3 separate regions of the Zea mays genome follow, and regions 2 and 3 are each linked to region 1. The links are chromatin contacts, called in public Hi-C maps. All regions are on one chromosome and are shown on one strand. Each heading gives the region's core, a stretch centred on a gene start, on an enhancer-like site or on the middle of the called end of the contact. The rest is flanking DNA. Distances are from core to core; before and after follow the strand shown.

Region 1 (4,940 bases), core at 176-2,675:
TGCTGCCAAAATATTTTCACTCTGAATGGTCAGTAGCCCAATTCAGGCTGCAGGAGGGTGAACACTATATTGTTGCATTTGGACATGAGAAGAATACTGTGGCAGTCGTTGGCATGGATGGAAGGTGATAACATGGAACATAACATTCGCTCTCTACAACAATAAGCGCTGTAGCTAAATCTAAATATTTCTTCTTTCCCCCCAATGGTTTTGCAGCTTCTACAGATGCCGGTTTGATCCAGTCAACGGAGGAGAAATGCTGCAGCTGGATTGCTACAGTTTCCTGAAACCGTCGGATCAACCGTAGTCACTAGTCCGTAGCAACGCAACATACTGTCAGCATCACCCTCAATCTATTCATGCCCACTACCGCGGTACCAGGATTGTACATTATCTTTGTGTGCCTTCGTTGACTCGTGGGTTTAGCAAAAATAATAATAGTTTATTTGTAAATATATATTTCTTGTTGGCTCTGCTGTTTGTTCTGCGGAAGGCCTAAATCACCCGTCTGCAGACGAACGTAGTAGAATGCATCGTTATTTATTTCATGAATAAAATAAAGTAGCCTAATAATGTTGTCTTAGCGTGGTGAATAAGTTAGGCTAGCGTTGTATTTTTTTTTTGCCCTTGCCTTTTAGGATAAAATATTGTCGGTATGCCTAACTATTCTGTCCTTGTGTTTGATTGGTTGGTTGCGCTGTGATCCTTATAATAGTAATGTTTCGTCTTCATGCGAATCATCATCCGCATCCGCTCTCCCAAGCCCCCAACCACCACCACACGGCTGGCGGTTCGTCGCTTCACCACACAGCACACGTCGTCCGTTCTTTTATTTGTTATCCTTGACCTGATGACTCAATGTCCATGCCCGTAACGCCTTGCACCTACCCCCACCGCTGCTGGCCTTGCATCTCGGGGTGAATCGGGTGATTCAGTATACATATACTGCTTCAGAATTCTCTGCGGAGGACTAGAAACGTGTCTATATTTTACATTCTATACTTAAATATAAAAAGAAAACATAGCAAGCATCTTGCCAGTTAGTCTAGGATATCGCTCAATTACAAAACCAAATATGGTCCTTACATAACTTGTACACGTAGCCTTCTTGATCAGAAATCGACATGGCAATGCGATTTTTAACACGATAAACCCATTGGCGTCTCCATTTATAACGTGCGTCCGTCAAGGCAGCTTCGTTTCGGGTCTCCTTTTCGGGACACTACAGGAAAACAGATCTGGTAATCTATGCGCCGATTTTTAACATGAGAACCCATCGGCATCTCGATTTCCAAGGCAGATTTCCTTTCTACCTTCCGCCTCATGGAGATGCAATGCAACGGCAATTTGCGCCATTTTATTAGAAATTGCGGTGGCGCAATTAAATATATCGCGGCTGCCCCTGTCGCCCCCGCCCGTCCGCCTCCTTCGTCAGCTGGCAGCTGCTATAATAAGGAAGGAAGAAGATAACGGAGGGCAAGGAAACTCGCTCCCACTCTACTCCTATCCACTGCGGCCTGGACGCGTGCGAGAGACTTGACCAAGCAGCAGCAGCAGGGATGGCGCCTCTGAAGCTGTACGGGATGCCGCTGTCCCCCAACGTGGTGCGCGTGGCCACCGTGCTCAACGAGAAGGGCCTCGACTTCGAGATCGTCCCCGTCGACCTCACCACCGGCGCCCACAAGCAGCCCGACTTCCTCGCCCTCAACGTGCGTCATGTTCATGCGTCTTTCCTCTCTCTCTGCTAATTTAGCTTGCGCCTGATCTGTGTGGCTCCCTCTTTCGTCCGAACAGCCTTTCGGCCAGATCCCGGCTCTCGTCGACGGAGACGAAGTCCTCTTCGGTAAACTCCCCCGCCTCTGTTTTTACTGATAATAATTCTTCGTCGCGGTTGATTATTGTTATGAAATTAAATAACGTACGAGATCTAGATCCAGATCTAGGAGCAGTAATCTCTGGATTTTTTTTTCAATTTTTTTTTTTAAAAAAATGAACCTTATCCCTGTTGTGTTGACCACTCGGATTTCTGTGCTGAACTGTCCTAAGAACTCAATAGCTGTCGTGTCGTGTAAGAACCGCAATCTCGCGTTGCAGAGTCCCGTGCGATCAACCGGTACATCGCCAGCAAGTACGCGTCGGAGGGCACGGACCTGCTCCCCGCGACGGCGTCGGCGGCGAAGCTGGAGGTGTGGCTAGAGGTGGAGTCGCACCACTTCTACCCGAACGCGTCGCCGCTGGTGTTCCAGCTGCTCGTGAGGCCGCTCCTGGGCGGCGCCCCCGACGCGGCGGTGGTGGACAAGCACGCGGAGCAGCTCGCCAAGGTGCTCGACGTGTACGAGGCGCACCTCGCCCGCAACAAGTACCTCGCCGGGGACGAGTTCACGCTCGCCGACGCCAACCACGCGTCCTACCTGCTCTACCTCAGCAAGACCCCCAAGGCCGGGCTCGTCGCCGCCCGCCCCCACGTCAAGGCCTGGTGGGAGGCCATCGTCGCCCGCCCCGCGTTCCAGAAGACCGTCGCCGCCATCCCCTTGCCCCCGCCGCCCTCCTCCTCGGCTTGACCTCGCCTTGCGTTGCGCCGTTGCCTGGGTCGCGGATGCGTCGGAGCCCCGAGTCGAATAAAAGAGGCAGCATCCTGTCTTGCATTTGCTGCTGCGCCATGTGTTAACAGCCTGTGTAATAAACACTGTTGCTTTCGTGTGTGTTCATTGCCTTTTGGTTGGTCTTTGCATATCCTACTAGTGCTGATCTTTTTGTGAAGCTTGGATTGGATGGACGCGTTTTCTTCACCGTAATTCCCTTCTTCCTGAGCGACGTGACTGTTGATTCGAACAACAACAAAATTTTCGGCCCACAACCGCAAGGCCCGTTCCTACGACTCACCTGTTGGGTTTGGGTTACAGTTAAGGCCTTCCTCTTGGATGAATTTATATCCCATATCTAATTCTATGGTGGGATTAAATCCATCATTTAATTCATGTATCTCTCAAAACTAGTTATTTTTTGATCCATACATTCTAATTTAAACTCGTGCAATATCCTTATAAAGATTTGTTCTATACCTAATAACCTATGGATAAAATCCATGTCTTTCATAATTTAAAAAATTTCTAAACCCTTAGGTTATAATCTACGATGAATTTAACCGAATAAGAATAAAAAAATGGAGTAGGCTTATATTATTTTGTGACATGGATTTAATTTCAATTCATACTAATCCAGAGTTAGATTAAATTGGTATAAACGACCAAATAATGTTCTTAAGGCGTCGCCTAGACGTACGCTCGGGCAAAACTAGCCGCCTTACTCGTCTTACCCGCCTAGGCGCCGCCTAGCCAACTTTTTTGCATTTTAGCCCCTTTAGTGTTTTTTTTGCACAACTATGCCCTTTGCAGTTTCATTTCAAAAAATAGACTCTTTGCTCGACGCCATCATCATTGGCGCCGAGGCAACGCATGCTGGCACCACCATCTTTGGCGCCAGCATTTTCATACGTGGCAGCTGATGTGTCGAGTTCCAGGGGGTCGGCGCCATAGATCTTGGCGCCGACCCCGTTGTCAACGGCGAAAATCCTGTCAGGGGGGTCGGCGCCACAGATCTTGGCGCCGACCCCTTTATACCGGTCAAACTAGTCCACTCACCGCCAAACTCCTCTTCTCGCCGCCTAAGTCTTCTTCCCGAGCTCGCCGCCGCCACTCCCGGCGCCCCCGCCCCCGCGCCCGCCGCCCTCGAGCTCGCCGCGCCTGCCCGCGCGCCCGCCCCCGAGCTCGCTGCCTCCTTCCTCGCGCCTGCCCCCGAGCCCGGCGCCCCCGCCATAGATCTTGAATCATTGAGCTCGTTTACACTAAATTATTTTTTTAATTATGTAGGTGGCGGCCAGAGACACATAGTTTTCATCTTCCTTTTGGTGAGATTACACTACCTATCCTTTCGCCTATATATACACGATCCTTTGTACATTTGCTTCATTGTGCAATACAATGGCTTCAGGGTCTTCTAGGGGCAAGGGTGCGGGAAATGAGAGACGAAAGGATGGAGGGAAGTTAACTCCAATGTGTTTCGATGGACCTCTTGGTCCAGATTTTTTTTTGAAGAGGCGGTTTTTAACTTTCCAGTTCAAAGTAAAAAAGATTTCAACAAAGAGGTTAGACTTAGGTCATACGATAATAGGAGAGAAGATTGGCCGAAGTGCATGCATGGTGAGGATTGCTTCGTGCAGATGTTTGTTGAGGGTGGAATTGATGGAGGTCGACGTTTCTTCAGATGTCCTTATGCATATGTAAAAATTAATTTCTAGTCCTTTGTTCTAAATACTTTTGTTGTTCATTGAAACTAACTATAAACATTTATGCAGCATTCATTGGTCAAGGAGAATTGTGGGTTCACTCGTTGGGTAGATCCTCGTTCGATTTTTCCTCATGCGGAATACATATCCTACCTACAGAATAGGATATTTGATCTAGAGAGGGAAGTAAGCAACAGAAATGACGAGGAAGAAAGAGACAACAACAATGGTGGTGCTTCACAGGTTCAAGTATGTCCAGATCCATATTGTTGCTGCCCTTGTCACAACAAGAATGTTGGTCCTCCGTCGTCTCCACCGCACCCACAACAGACAACAACAATGGGAGGATACTATGGAGAAGGGTCCACACAATTTGGAATGTGGGAGCACTACTAGAAAATTCTTCTGTATCAATTGCTCTCAGCGTGTTGATTATCTTTATCAATTGCTTGAAGTCACCTTTAACAATTGCTTTAAATGTAGTTTTCATCAATTGCGTATTTATGTCGTTTTTCATCCATTTGAAGGTAATTCATTACGAAATATCATTGTTAGAAAATACATAATACCGAATAATAAGTTCATTATTACATAACTTCAAATAAAACACCTAGACTACTGAGTGCAACGGGGCCATTTGCCCTTGCGAAATGCA
Region 2 (4,931 bases), core at 310-2,809, 180 kb after region 1:
GAAAGAACAGGCGATACATCACGAACCCTGACAAAGGTATTATTAGTAATAGTCATGTATGTATTTATGTCATTAAAGATACAAATGTATTATCGAGTGTAAATATTGATGTTTATAAACTTCCTTTACAAAAATTTCAACGAGGAAAGACAGAGCACATGACCGAATGTGCATTGTGCAACATAATTGAGGGTCTATGCACATTCATATTGAGAGGTCATTCCCTGTGAAGGAAAATATCATGATGCTACCGGTACCTTAGCTAGACCATAGTTTAGAATACTAACAAAAATTAATAGACTAAATCTTAGCCGAGATAGTTATTAGAGCTTAAGTGAAAACTTTGATGTGTAGAATGTGTGATGCATATATGGTTGTAAACACAAAACTTTGATGAACATAAATCTATGATAGAATTTAATTCTATGTTGCTTTAATTATCTATACACACGTGCACGTGTGTTTTTGCAAATGTATATCAAAGTCAGTTTTGTTTGAAAATTTGAAAAAAAAAGACGGAAAAAGTACCACTGGCGGCTAATGAATGTTATTTCCACCGACAGTTCGTTAAGAAAATCGCCAGTGGAATTAGTATTTCTATTGTCGGTTGTTTTAAAAAAATTGTCATCATTTCCACTGCCGGTTCTAAAATAGTCATCAGTGAAAATATCGATTTGTACTAGCCCCTATCACTGACGGTACGGAAAACCGACAATGCAAATAGATTTAGAACCAGCACTATATAGTTTATGTGTACTAGTGACATCCATTACAGTATTACACCACTATCAATTGTCTCCTCTATTAAGCTGTTCAAGTCGATCAGGTGGTAAAACAAGTCTATCTGCGTAACATAGATCACCGAACAAATTTAGGTTATGTGCTCTTTCCATAAAGGGGTGGCATTTCCTCTTTCTTGATCAATAGCGGTACAGTGGTCCACGCATGCGGTCCCATGCCCATGCAAATCGCGATCGATGGAGCTCTGTGACGTCAATTATACACGTACCGATCTACACCACCTACGTAAGTGACGTCAAAACCCCCCTAATGGACAGAGAGGCCGGCGGCCGTAGTAGCTGTAGCAGTACTGAACCGCCCCTGCCAGTGCCAGACCCTCATCGGTCCATGCATGGCATGCCGCATGCATGACATGCACAGCACGGCGCGCTAGCGGCAAGCCGGCAAGGCAAGCCGCGCACAGCACGCGACCCGACGCTCTGGTGCCGTGTGGCAGTGTGCACGCCGACCACCCCGGCCCCGATCAGCGACCCTGGACGGAGACCGCGCGCCCGCCGGCGTCGGCGTCGATGGCGAACCAGGCGAGCATTGATGGCCACACGCGGGCGGCGGATCGGAGGTCGTCCGTGGGATCATAGTACCACTACCGTGCATCCCGGGCCCCGGGTGACCGCGCCCTCGCTGACGTGACAGCTGGCAGGACCTCGACCAGTCGCCGTCGCCGAATTTAATCGCGGCGCAGTGTCTCTGGACGTGTGCGTGGTCACCACTCTCCATCTAGGCCGGGGCGCATATGCTAGGCGGATGAAGCAGAGCAGGGCAGGGCGCGGTGGTCCTCGTCCTTGCGCCCGGCCGGTCGCCGCGAGCGAGCCCCCTCGCTGGCTGGATGTGTAGCGCGTCATGTCACAGATCACACGTACTGTACCATATGCTGCTCTGGCACGCTGAGACGAGAGGTACCAGCACGACAGGGACAGACCCATCCATGTACATATGGCCCAACGCTTCCTCGCGCGTTATCCATTAACTCCTTTTCTTCGTTATCACGTAGGAGGTTGTTGAGGCCAGGGTTCATCAAGTCGGTGGGCTTCAAAAACCGGTCAGGCCGAAGTTCGCGATTTATCGACCTAAACTAGAAAGAGCAGACAGGTCAAATCAAAATTTAAACCCTTCTTTTAATCCGCTCAGTTTGACATTTTTGGCAAATAAAAGCACGCTTAGGTCACAGCGATTGAACAAAAAAATGGAACAAATGTTATCACAAGTCCACTAACAACATTTAGCAGTTCAAATACATTACATCACTATCGGAATCGAGCGCTTTGCCGAGTGTCTGAAACACTCGGCAAAGCATTTGCCGAGTGTGACACTCGGCAAAAAGATTTCGACGAATAGTATATCGGCAACGACTTCTTTGTCGAATACTTTTTATCGGGCACTCGGCAAAGTCTTTGCCGAGTGCCACTCGGTACTCGCCTACTCGGCAAAAAAAAGCGGCCGTCACGATGCCGGGTAACGGAGACGGCGCCTTTGCCGAGTGTTCTAGGTGACACTCGGCAAAGAAGTTAATTACCTTTGCCGAGTGTCTACCAGCCTGCACTCGACAAAGGGTCTATCCGCGAGCCCTTTGTCGGCTTCTTTGCCGAGTGCTCTAGGTGGCACTCGGCAAAGCTTGCTTTTTTGCCTAGTGCCAGGGCCACAACACTCCGCAAAGAAGCTTTACCGGTGTCCAGGTGTTGCTTCTCTGCCGAGTGCTATGGCTCTGACACTCGGCAAATTACCTCTTTGCCGAGTGTTAGTATACACATTTTAATTTGTTTTTGCTATTTCATCCAAACAAACAAAAGATATCACAAATACCTCACAGATATCACATAATCATCACAGATATAACATATACATCACATATCTCACAAACACCATAAATCAAACAAGTTCTCACAGCATTACCAACATGTTCGGACATAAACATAAGTATCCAACACTCAAGAACATAAGTCTCAAGTATCTCACAAAGCAATACCAACATCTAAGAACATAAGTCTAAAGAACAACAACACTAAGAAAGATAATATCTCATCGCGGTGGGCGGCTGGACTAGTGCGGCGATGGGCTGGGCGATCCATGAGGGTTGTTGGATGCCGCCCCAGATTGTCCCTGCACAGAGAAAAGATTGCATATGTTACACCAGATGCATTACCAACATCTAACTACAATTTTGATACTCATAGGAGTATGGAACAGAGCAGGGTCAACTGTAGGGAACAATGGAGGTGGTGGAGCGAAACCCTGTGCGGCGCCAAGGCTCTGCATGTACTGGAACATCTCGGCCATCCTCTGCTAATCTACCTGGCGGGCCTCCCGCTCCGCCATCATCCTCGCCTCCATCTCCTGACGTTCCCTCCTCTCTGTTTCTAGCTGGGTCTATAGTATTCCAAGCCAATGTTATAGTAACTCAAATAGAAGGTATATAACTCAAGGAATGACGACTTACAGAAGCACTAACCTCGAGTTGTTGTATGTGATGATGTGAGATGTCCTGCCAAGGTCGTACGGCTGGACTCGAGCCCGTGCTCCTTGCTCGCACCTGAGACAGAGTGGGAGTGGACGACGAGTCGATTGCCCCATTGGCAATCCAGTACCGCCCATGTCTCTTGCCTCCTTCAACCCTCATGAGGACATCGGGGTCGATCTGCTCGGTCCTCGGATCGTATTCTGGGCCATGGACCTCCTATGCCATGGTGGTGTAGTCATGAAGGCGGCTGTAGACGGCGGGGTTGTTGTATGCCTCAGGCCCGTCATCCAGGTTGTAGCGCCTTGCCCTTGTGGGCCATAGCATATGCCGAGAAGATGGAGCAAGACTGGCCACCATGTGACGCCGACTGCAAGAAACCCAATGAGATAGTTAGAAATAATATCTAATCCACTATTATATACCTAAATAAAAAAGAGGGTGTATCAATGCTTCTACGTATTGGCCTAGGCTGCGACTGCCTTGGTGGTGGGAGGGACCTTGCATCATCAGAAGCCATTCCCGGCTAGCGTTGTGTGCCTCGTCCCACTCAGGCGAGCACCACCTATCCACCATCTGCTCCCAGCACAGAGGATGTGTGGCGCACCAATATGGAATCATCTAAAAAGTAAACACGTACACTGCATATCAGAAGATAAAATTAAGGAAAAAAATAAAGTGTTGTATATTTAAGTGTTGTATTTACCTGCAGGTACTGGACCCTGGTCAACGACATAGTTCGGGCTTGCTGCTTGGTCACCTTCTCCCCAAGAACGGAGTTGTGGTAGCTGACGATGGCCTAGATTTGTGCCTCATAGTGCATGTCCACAACGAGCTTCTTACAGCTCGTGGTGGCCACCACATTCGCCCTAGCCTCGTATCCAGCCTCGCATCTAAAGAAATCCTGCATACAAAAACATGTATCTGCTCTTCTGTCCAATGCTTCTTTGTACAGTACTTCGGACAGTCGTAGGATTGTCAAGGGGATGTTGAGTTGCCTCTTCTGTCCATCACCAGAGTCTACCTCCATGAACCTAGACGATTTACACTTCGGACAGTACTTTGCCTCCGCGTATTTTTTTCCTAAATAGCACGCAGCCCTTCGGACAAGCATGTATCTGCTTATATGTCATCTTAAGTGCACGAAGGAGTTTTTGTGCCTCGTACATGCTCTTTGGCAGAACGTGATCCTCCGGAAGCAGGCTGTCAATAACCATCAACAAGCAATCGAATGTGTCTAGACTCATGTTGTACTGCGACTTGAACGCCATTACACGCCCAATGGCATCCAGTTGAGAAACCTTTGTGTGGTCGTGAAGGGGCTTCTGTGTCACGTCAAACATGTCGTAGAATGCCTTTGCAGTCGGCTCTAGCTCGTCATCCGTACATCCTCCAGCGTACTATGCCTCGTGATAATCGTTCAACATATCCGCTACCCCCACATCAGCATCATAATGCTCGACGCGTTGTCTCAGCACCTCCTCTCTCATATGATGCGCTTCACCATGAAAGATCCACTGAGTATAGCCCGATGTAAATCCATTCTTCCAAATATGTTCTACCATGGACTTCTTTGATTTTCTTTTCCGGTTGGCACATTTGCTGGACGGGCATGAGACTAGACTCGCTCCTTTAGCAGCTTCATCATATGCCCGTTCCATGAAATCATCGGTCTATC
Region 3 (4,716 bases), core at 1,823-4,322, 220 kb after region 1:
AGAAATACGGAGTAAGGGAGGGAAGCAACACACACAAATCCACAGCAAAATGCGCACACACACGGCCAAGAATCGAGCTCAAAAGACTATCTCAAAGTTCTCACTAGAACGGAGCTCGAATCACTTAGAATGACAAACGAATGCGCAAAGACTGAGTGTGGATGATCAAGAATGCTCTAAGGTTGCTTGGTATTCTCCTCCATGCGCCTAGGGGTCCCTTTTATAGCCCCAAGGCAGCTAGGAGCCGTTGAGAACAAATCTGGAAGGCCATCTTTGCCTTCTGTCGTCGGGCGCACCGGACAGTCCGGTGCACACCGGACAGTGTCCGGTGCCCGATTTCCTTCCTTAAACAGCGCAGTCGACCGTTGCATATGCAGGAGCCGTTGGCGCACCGGACAGTCCGGTGCCCCCTTCCGACCGTTGGCTCGGCCACGTGTCCCGCGCAGATCGCGCGACCGACCGTTGGCCCGGCCGACCGTTGGCTCACCGGACAGTCCGGTGCACACCGGACAGTCCGGTGAATTTTAGCCGTACGCCGTCAGCAAATTCCCGAGAGCGGCCTCTTCGGCCGAGGCAGCCTGGCGCACCGGACACTGTCCGGTGCACCACCGGACAGTCCGGTGCCCCAGACCGAAATAGCCTCTTGGCTGTACACAGCCAACTTTTCTCTTTTTCTCTTCTTCCTGTTTCTGATACTTAGACAAGTATATTAGTACACAAAACCAATGTACTAAGACTTAGAAACATACCTTTGCTCTAGATTTGCACTTTGTTCATCCATGGGCATTGATTCACATTTAAGCACTTGTGTTGACACTCAATCACCAAAATACTTAGAAATGGCCCAAAGGCACATTTCCCTTTCACATGGGCAAGATGCTCCTTCAACCTATAAATCCCTCCCCTCATCTCCTTGTCACAGAACTTACACTTCACCTTGTCTTTGTTGTTAGCATCAACAAGAACACCATATTCCCATCCAACATCATCTGAATTTCTTTTTAGGAGATTCACTCTAGCTACTTCAGTTTCAGAAGGTGCAGCTGCAGTTTCTGATGACATCCTTAATCCTTTCACTTGTACACCGCAGGCTATTATCCTTTCTCTTGTACACCGCAGGCTCTAGAGGCTAAAAGCAGGGGAGGAAAGCAGGGGAGGCCAAGTTAGCAGGGGAGCGGCTGGTGGAGGGGGATGAGCAGGGAGGGGAGCAGCCGGCGGGGGAGGAGAACTCACCTTGGGGAGTGGGGTGGCCGGCGGGGAGGGGTGCAGCGGCTGAACTTCCTCCAGCACTGGCACTGGCAGGAAGCAGGGCCGGCGGGGAGGAGGGAGGCCGGCGGCTGAACTTCCTCCGGCGCACGCTTCCGCTAAAAATGGCGTGTGGATTAGCGTGGGGAGGAGGGAGGCCGAGCGGGAGCAGCGTGTGGATTTTCCCGCGCGGGAGCAGGACGGCCCGGCGCGCGCTCCCGCTAAAAATCGTTGCGCGCTTCCGCTAAAAAATAGCCGCGCGCTCCCGCCGCCCGGCTACGCGCCCGCCTTCGGCGCCTGCGCGCCGCAAAGTCGCCGCGGAGGCGCGGCTGAGCGCCGCCTAGGCGATGCGCCCGCCTAAACACCGCACAACGCCCTAGGCTACGCGGCAGCCCACCGATTAGCGCCTAGGCGCGCCTAACCGTCGCCTAGCCGAACACTGATTGCAGGTTGTGGGTGCATCAGACCGTCTACAGAAGGAGTCCAGTGGCGCATCTGACCGACTGAGCAGTGGGGCCAGCATGAGGCTTCAGGCAGCCTGGTGCACTATACCACCTCCGTACATTAAGAGTGATGTCTCGGGTTTTATTTTTATAAATCACCGAACATTCTTTGTTCACGGTTCGGTGGTGTACCGGACCGACCTCCAACGGCTACTTCGTGTCGGCGTGTGCTGGCCAACGGCGAGCTGGCACCCGGTCCGAAGTCGCACCAGACCGGTTTGGAGCCCATCAGCTATGGAAAGGCTCCAGTTAGACCCTGAATTGAGGGCTAAAGGACCCAGTTCGATGGCGCATGGGACCAGTCGGGTGCCCACGCAGCAAGCAAATTTTCAGCAAGTTTTTGAATGAATGGGCAACGGCTATGGGGGCTCTTTGGGCTATAAAAGGAGCTCTATGCGTCCTCCTTAAGAATACCAAGCACTCCCAAGTAGCATACAAAGTGTAGAAAATTTAGGGGGTGTTTGGTTTCTATGGACTAATTTTTAGTCCCTACATTTTATTCCATTTTAGTTCCAAAAATGCTAAATATAGAAACTAAAATTCTATTTTAGTTTCTATATTTAACAATTTATAGATTAAAATGGAATAAAATGATGGGACTAAATATTAGTCCCTAAAAGCTAAACACCCCCTTAATATGTTCAGATCAAGTTGGATTGGTCGGATCGGCCCGTGACTCATGATTAGTTCTAAGTCGCGAGATCGTCATCAGCGGCATGACCCTGCTTGCAATGGTGGCAGGTGGAAAGAAATTTCTCTTTTACAGAAGTTATCTTCTAACTTGAGAGTAATTAGAACCTGAAATGTAATATGTTGGTAGAGGAAATAATAATATACTTCTATAGAGTTTTAAATAAATTCTATACGATTTTTGATAATTCGGTCGTATGACGATTGCACGAAATAAATCCATGATCAGAAAGAAAAAAAAAGACCGTGCATGCCCAAAAAGAATAAATCATATATATAAAGTTTCTCGTATATCACCACTACCGGTGATTAAATAGAAAAAGAGAGCATAAATCCCCGTACGCTGCTGCGGCTTGTGGTGGATCCGGAACCGATGCGGAGATGGAGAACAACTGGTTGGGCCGGAATACGGCAGCCTTTTTTCCCCAACGGGAAAAAAGGGTGAATATATATGGTCGAATTTCCATGCGAATAATAACGTGATGGATCGATGCGCCGACCGAGGGGATGAGGTTACATTTTTTCTAAGACGAGCGGAGAGAGATAAAAATCACCGAATCCTTATCGCCTCTCTATCTCACTCGCACACCCGGTCGTCATCGGCGTCCAGCATTGAAGCACCGCCATACATGTCTTGAAAACCGGTCGCTAGTCTTCTTCCGTTCAAAGCTGTGCGAACCAGCCCAGGCCGTTTGGCAGCCCAAAGCCCAAAATTCCTTCGATCGCATCGAACCAATTACTAAGCCCGAGGACTTCGATCGCCATTTTTTCTCACAAAAAAATGCTAGCTCTACTAGAAAAGAAAATGGAACCATATATATATATATATATATATATAGTTTATATATTAGGAGCCCTATGCTTTCAATAACTAGAGGAAGGCTAGGTCGGACGGTGTAATCCGGTCGAGCCGGACCACATTCGGACGTCTATAAAACAGGCCCCGGAGTGCTATGGTTCAGTTTTTTACGCTCCACCCCGATTCATTAGCGACGCCGCGTGCGACGACGGCGGTTGCCTCAGAGCGTGCGCGGCGGTGGATCCCCACCCAGTGGCCGCAACTCCATGACCTCGATGCGCGGTGGCGGAGGTTCCTCGATCCGGAGTAGTGGCGGCGGCTCCCCGATCCAGAGGGCGAGCGACAGCGGGGCCCTTGTGCAGGCAAGCGGCGGCGTCCCCGAGGTCCCGAGGAGGCGGCACTTCCAAGGCCGGCGAGCAAGCGATGCCCATCGACGTGCGAGTAGCGACGGCGACGCATAAGGCACGATATTCGAGCGAGCGGCGTCACGAAAGGCCCGAGATGCGCGCAGCGATGATCGCGCGTGACATCCTCCGATCCGGCGCAGTTTTCTTTTCGATTATTGTGTTTTATGCCTACCACATGTATTATTTACGCCAAAAACTGTACGATTTTATGCTTAAACACGAAGTTCGTATATCAGTTTACTGCATGCACATTGGAAAGACAATTCCTTGATTTATGATGTTCGTAATTTGCGCACATGCAATGGAAACTCCCACGATTTTTGCCATAATTTTTGGATCTGTATAAAAATAGAAACCTGAAAGTTGCCTAGAGGGGGGTGAATAGGCAAGTTAAAACTTTTTCAACAAAAACTAGAAGCAAACTGGGTAAAACTGAATTGATCTCGAAATTCACCTAGTTAACTTTGGAAATGAGATGTTCTAAATGATCCACAGGGTTCAAAGTAGTAGATCTGAGAACGACACTTCTCAAAATCCACACACCAAAAAGATATAAACAAATCTTTCACGGAATGGTGAGAGAACGAAGAACACAAACAAACACAATGAACAAGAACACAAGAGACACAAGAATTATCCCGAGGTTCGGTCACACCACAAAAGGTGCCCTACTTCCTCGTTGAGGCGCCCAAAAAGAGCCGGGTCTCTTTCAACCCTAATCCTCCCTTCGCCGACTACAAAGGTCAATCCCACACAATAATCTTTGCTCAAACGAGTGGGTAATACAAACTTTCTTATGGTCTTCCACAAGATTTGGAGACTCACAAGAGACACCTAGTCGTGTAGGAGCTAGAAGCTCCAAGAGTAATGAATCCACAAACAACTCGATGTAGTACCAAAGCTCGAATGAAGAAGAGCAAGAGAGATTTGGAGATGAAGCACAAAAACTGCAGCTCTCAAACTCACTCAAAGATTTCTCTCCAAAGATTTGAAATGGGAGAGGCAAGAGATGTGTGAGAGAGAGTGGGAGGTGTTCTTCAAGTTAGAAATGGAGTTTGGGTCGTGCTCTTGT

What was found. Hi-C and Micro-C count contacts between places; a contact is called where the count stands out from the background.
Region 2: a Hi-C map of tassel shows a contact between it and region 1, with 4 times the contacts expected there. The contact joins the enhancer-like site here to the promoter of LOC541990 in region 1. A contact is called at or near these places in 5 of 25 Hi-C or Micro-C datasets (ear, leaf and tassel) and 1 of 3 datasets of contacts at active chromatin or transcription factors (leaf).
Region 3: a contact with region 1 is called in a Hi-C map of leaf, with 7 times the contacts expected there. The contact joins the enhancer-like site here to the promoter of LOC541990 in region 1. A contact is called at or near these places in 4 of 25 Hi-C or Micro-C datasets (bundle sheath, ear and leaf).

What each region holds. Positions count from the first base shown.
Region 1 is chr3:157,123,181-157,128,120 of Zm-B73-REFERENCE-NAM-5.0, forward strand. It overlaps LOC541990 (Glutathione transferase III(b)), which reads left to right and starts at 1,426. Exons shown (of 3, transcript NM_001111641.2): 1 at 1,426-1,709; 2 at 1,795-1,843; 3 at 2,095-2,988. The coding sequence starts at 1,560. The coding sequence ends at 2,561. It overlaps LOC100272812 (WD repeat-containing protein domain phosphoinositide-interacting protein 3), which reads left to right. Exons shown (of 4, transcript NM_001147265.2): 3 at 1-124; 4 at 217-679. The coding sequence ends at 307. It overlaps LOC118476714 (a long non-coding RNA gene), which reads left to right and starts at 3,809. Exons shown (of 2, transcript XR_004857226.1): 1 at 3,809-3,907; 2 at 4,355-4,778.
Region 2 is chr3:157,307,237-157,312,167 of Zm-B73-REFERENCE-NAM-5.0, forward strand. No RefSeq gene overlaps it. Among protein-coding and RNA genes, the nearest start is that of LOC100284002, 84 kb to the left of the region's middle. Within about 2 kb of position 1,560, at least 17 of the 20 cell types and tissues checked have an H3K27ac peak or open chromatin away from gene starts, as enhancers often do. A contact at or near this core is called in ear, leaf and tassel, where this site is marked.
Region 3 is chr3:157,342,124-157,346,839 of Zm-B73-REFERENCE-NAM-5.0, forward strand. No RefSeq gene overlaps it. Among protein-coding and RNA genes, the nearest start is that of LOC118476813, 74 kb to the right of the region's middle. Within about 2 kb of position 3,073, at least 11 of the 20 cell types and tissues checked have an H3K27ac peak or open chromatin away from gene starts, as enhancers often do. A contact at or near this core is called in bundle sheath, ear and leaf, where this site is marked.